Regions from separate parts of the Zea mays genome. Here region 2 is linked to region 1. Evidence: chromatin contacts called from public Hi-C data. All regions are on one chromosome and are shown on one strand. The core of a region is the stretch at or near the end of the contact, and the rest is flanking DNA. Distances in the headings are between cores, read along the strand shown.

Region 1 (2,700 bases), core at 37-2,536:
AGCATCAGTTTCAACGGTCGTCACGCGTCATCTTTTTATAAATAACCCCTCACTGCTATTTCAAATTAATCCGCTGCACGTCTATAGATGGCCAAACGGCGTCCGACATGGGCTAGACGCACGCGGGCCACAACTATGGCCCAGACACGTCATGCCGACCTGCTAACTGTGTCGGGCCAGCCCGTTAGCCCGTCGACCCATTTAATTAAATCAACATAAAATGTTAAAAACAGTGCTGGAGGTGGGGTTCGAACCCATGTTCTGATGGAAGAAGGATGGGAGACACTGTGTGAAGCTGTCTAACCAGTAAAACATCATGTTAAGATGTTTTAATATTGAATATAAATTGTATATAGGTATATACTTTTTTTGTAAAATAAAAAAAATAATCGTGTCGGGCCGGGCCAGCACTACGGGCCGAGGCTACAACCCAAGCATGGTACTACGTTTTTGGCTCTTGCAAATATTAGGTCGTTTCTGATACCACATTGGCGCAATGGACTACATGGTGTTTGAGGTTGCTGAATTGGATGGAGCAACAATGATTTGTCACACTAATAGCAAAATGAAAGGTTATTTGTTGGTTTTAAACATTAGTAATTACTACGAAATAACATAATTTATATGGAGTGCATCCGGTTTTAATTGATGCCTGACTTTAGCAACCACTCCATATTTTGATCTATCTTTTTTTATAAGTTTGACTTCATGGGACTTATTTTAGAAACTTGAGCTTACAAACTTTGTTTTATTTGGTCTCTGTATGATGGAATTATGTCATTTTATAATCTCTATTCATTCAGTCAGTCGTTATGAAACCTTTTCTAATCGCTCACTTCATTAGCCGTGTTGTACCAAGACATATTGCATGGAGTAAACAATAACATCAGTTAGCCAAATCAAAAAAATATTATACAAAGAGCAGAGACAATCAATAAAAAATTTTGAATTTTTTTATAAATAGTTTACGTGAGTATTGTTGTAAACCGTCGCAACGCACGAGCAACCGACTAGTTTGATTTAATATATTTGTTTAGTATCCACTTTTGTATATAGATTGATTAACCTTTAATTTAATAATTTAGGGAAAAACTATAGTGGACTACGATTTTTTTTACGCAGGGTGCAGTAGAATCAAAGATTCCGGTAGGCGGCAATACAATTCCCTCGGAATCTGATGCGCAAGCCGACGATTTTGATTCTTATACAGGTTACGTCCATTCCGAGCGGCTGATTTCCTATCAAATGGAGGTTAGCCGCCTGAAAGAAATTGCATTGCATTCCATTCCATTCCATTCCAATTTCCACTGGCAGTGAAACAGCCAAAGAACAGAAAAAAATATAAAAAGGTGGGCGTGCAACTTTCCCTTCCTTCGCCGAAGCCGCGCGACGGAAACCCCAAACCCAACCTCATCTCTTTTCTCGGCCTCTACCGCCCCCTCGATCGGTCGGCCGGTCAGCTATGACGCCGGGAAGCTCGGCCGCCGGATCCGGCGTCGTCGGTGAGCAATATCCCTCTTCCTACTCGCGCCTCCGTTTTTCCGCCCCGACTATATTTTTTCCCGCGATCTTTCTTTTGCCTAGCAGATCGCCAGATCTTTTAGCGGGAGACGGTGTTGCAGTAATTCTTCTGCATCTGGTGTCACTTGTTCCGTGGACGGACGGAATATGCACACTTGGCCACTTGGGGATGTAATAGGGTGTGGGGAATTTCTGTTTGCGAGTGTCTGATCAGGCGGCAGCGACGCGCTTGTCGATAGATACTAGTTGATCCCGTCTGCCGGCGGTAGGGTTGCCGTGGGATTAATCGGTTCATGTGTGGAATTGATTTGGAGAGGGGTAAGAGAGGTGTAGCACACGACACATGTTGGATCCTTTCCGAGTATGTGCTGGTGCTGATGCTCATGCTTCCCTCTGGTTTTGATGAAGCGGGTAATAGCACTAGGTATCTCCACATCAGAGTATTGTCCAAGGTTTATGCGTACGATTTATGCTGCACTGGCCACAAAACCTATTCCAGTCGTGCTCTGGTTCGTTGTTCTGCACATATGCTCCCTTCACTGCACCTGTTCTCGAGCGTCGAACCGTGAACATTCGTTGCATCTCCAGGATTGTTCTATTGTTAGAACAGTCATGCGACATGGATCTACCTATTTGGCTGACTGTAAGGGTAAGCCCCAACCACGTATAAAGGAAAATCCATGCATCTTGCACATAGTATATAATGGACATCTGAGCCTTTTAAGATAGAGCTTGCATTGAGACTGTTGTGGTCCTCGATTGTTGCTTTTGTTTCTGGGTGTGCTTATATAGTCATTACAAACTCTCAAGTCTCCTGCTATTGGATGTTAGCTCAATTGGTTGAATCATTCTAAGTTGCCATGTTTATGAGTACTTCATACTAAATATCCTCTTGTTTTGTTTCTTAAGCTTATGATTCTTCAATTGTTGTCTCATGTTACTCTCTGCTTGGCGGAACTCTATGCAACAAGAAACCAGTAACTGTCCTACTATACTCTTTCCATCGATAGAGCAATGGCAGTGAGCCTGTTGTGTCTTTTTTTCTTGTTCAAGCAGACAAGCACAGCAATTATGTTCTAGCCTAAGTGCCTGTATTGGCTTATTGTTTGTTCAACAACAGAGCAAACTGTTTTTTCAGTGGAAACAAGTGCATATTATATTACCAATCAGAATAGCAAT
Region 2 (2,700 bases), core at 77-2,576, 130 kb after region 1:
TAGAAGCCAGATTGTCTTGAGCATACAGCCTGTTAAAAAATTTAAAACCCTTAAAACTACAGAGAAATGGTAGTCTAAAAAATTAACCTCAGATATGGAACACCTATGTAAGTATGTATCATGACTTGAAGTTGAAAACACATCAGATGGGTGCAGTCTGGAGTGCATATAACAGATCCTTGAAAAGATTGATGCTCTGTACAACTTTTAAAAAGTACATATACTTCGTATCTTCAGATATACAAAGCAAGCATCAAATTTATTGTAATCGTCATTGAGTATGGTTAAAACTACAATGTAGATACTACCTAAACTTGGCTGTATTTTATAAAGTTAAGCAAAATCTTGTCTAGAAATGTGTGGTATGAGGCAGTTTTCTTTCTGTGTAGCATGTGGAGCTTGTATCGGTTACAGATCATGATGGGTTGGAGCGATTTGTTTTGCAGCCACGCAGAAAGCGGGATGACCTATATTTAGTTTCAGATTATGAGGATAAAAAAAGACATCTGTGATAACTTATTCATAAATTTCTCAATAAAAAAGGTCAAGGTCAATTGGCTCTTGAGTCTTCACTTAACCTGATGGATGGAAGATGATACAGGAAGATAATTTTGACATATGGACAAAGAAAATTACGTGATGTTTAGACATAGGTACACCACCACATGGAAAGGACAATTGGAAGAAACATGAACAGTCCATGGGCCGCTTTTCAACATAGCACGCAGGGTCTCTCCTTGACTAAGTTTAGATCAAGGAAATTGGAAACTAATAGAAGGATCTGTCCTTTGCACGCATGCACCAAAATAATCAAAATCACCACACTTGCTCTAGTCGATCAGAACCAAATCACTCGTCCGCGGTAACTAACCAGAGGTGAGGCCAGCAATTGGGTTGCTCGCGCATCAGGAATGCAACGCGTCGCACAACACAGGGACAGGGAGACGCCAGTGATTTTCGTCAGTCAGTTCACCTGCTTGTTGTAGATGTTGAAGTAGATGTTGAAGAGGTACCAGAGCCCGAAGAGCGACCCCAGCTGCAGCGTCTTGACGAGCCCTCCCCCCGCTTCCTCTACGGCCCCATCAGCCGCCGCCACCTTCCCGGCCGCGGCCACGTGCCGGCCGGCCCTGCATCTCCGGTACTCCTCCTCCAGCGGCGAGTCCGGCAGTAGGCTGGCGCGGGCGGAGAGGCAGAGGCCGCGGGGCGCGAGGATCGGCTGTGCGGCGCCGCTGCACGCGCCGGCGCCGCGCCGTGGGCTAGGGTAGGTGGGGAGTGGCCGCGCGGCGCATGGCCGAACGAGACCGATGGCAGCCGTGCTCTGCATGCCCGTCCCGGGAGGAGATGAGACCGCGGTACTCTGGAAGAGGCGGGCGGAGGCGGCGGAGGGCACGAGGTTTTCACCGGCTTGGCGAGGGCTGGCGCAGGCGGTGGCGTCAGCTGACAGTGCGCGAGATTTGGAGTGAGGGCTTTCAGACCAGGGTTTCTGTATTGAGTTGAATGCAGCGACGAGGCCACGTTGAGCTGGCTATCTGGCATGCGGGCCGTGGGAGCCTGTGGGACCGTTTGGCAGTTGGCGGATGGATCCGACGTGGACTTGGACCGTGCTGTCGCTGCCAAACAAGCCGGTCGGGTCCCACCAGTCGGCGTCGGATCACCGTGCGATCCGCCAACTCCAGCGTTGGCTTGGCTGCCTGCTGGCCACGGGTGCGCATTTTAAAACCGAAACATGAATCCGAACCTAAACCGGATTCGGTTTAATATGTGCTATATTTCAGGGTATGAATTCTGGTTCGATTTCTAAGTATGTGATGATATTATTATATGATGTATGAATTTATTAGCTAAAAATTATGATATCATCTTAACGATAGTATATATATCTCAGTATGCTATGTCTATAGTCACTTGTTGTAATATATTACTTCTAATTAATTATTAATTGTATATATTTTAACAAAAGATACTAGTCTCTCTACTATTCGGGTCTATTCGGTGAACCGAATAGACCGAACCGAAATTGTGGGTCTATTCGGTTCGGTTCCTAAAATTATTTTGAAAATTTCGGTTCTCATTTTTTAGAATCCGAAATTTCAAAAACTCAAATAGACCGAACCGAATTACCCTAATAGACCGAATGCCCAACCCTACCGCTCGCTGCTGCGCGATGGATTGGAGTGGATGCGAGAGTCTCCACTCGAGATGAAAACAGACCCGAACAGATGGGAAAATTCCTCCTCTACCGTATAAAGTTGTTTGTCTTCACAGCAGCGGCGGTTGTTTATGCAGTAAGAGTACAGTAGTATGTGAGAGTGGGTCGTAGCCGATATACATGTCCAAACGGGTAGACAGTGCTGGCCCGACATGTCTGGGCCCGTTAGGTTGACAGGTCGTGCCGCATTTCAGGGCCAAGCACAACAAGGATATAACTATATCGTGTCGGGCTGGCCCGTAGCCCACTGTAACGCCCCGAATTTTTGCAGTTGAATTTTTTTCTTTTCTTTACTCGCCAAAATTCGGGCGTTACCTTTTCTTTTTCTTTTCCCTTCGCTAAACCTTGACCTTTTCCAAAGTTCTAGCGGGATTCGGTTTGGATTTCCCGTGTAAGAAAAACCCTAAATACTTTGTGTTGTTTGATGCACCATGCCGAACCTTGCATTTCTTTTGATTGCTTTGAAAGTGCAAATGCATTCATGTAGGAAG

Evidence for each region. A called contact is a pair of places that touch in the nucleus more often than the background predicts.
Region 2: a Hi-C map of tassel shows a contact between it and region 1, with 1.6 times the contacts expected there. The contact joins the promoter of LOC542344 here to the promoter of LOC100382057 in region 1. A contact is called at or near these places in 2 of 25 Hi-C or Micro-C datasets (bundle sheath and tassel).

What each region holds. Positions count from the first base shown.
Region 1 is chr7:86,332,935-86,335,634 of Zm-B73-REFERENCE-NAM-5.0, forward strand. It overlaps LOC100382057, which reads left to right and starts at 1,287. Exons shown (of 4, transcript NM_001174822.1): 1 at 1,287-1,502. The coding sequence starts at 1,463.
Region 2 is chr7:86,465,666-86,468,365 of Zm-B73-REFERENCE-NAM-5.0, forward strand. It overlaps LOC542344 (plastid phosphate/phosphoenolpyruvate translocator 2), which reads right to left and starts at 1,327. Exons shown (of 9, transcript NM_001111923.2): 1 at 974-1,327. The coding sequence starts at 1,324.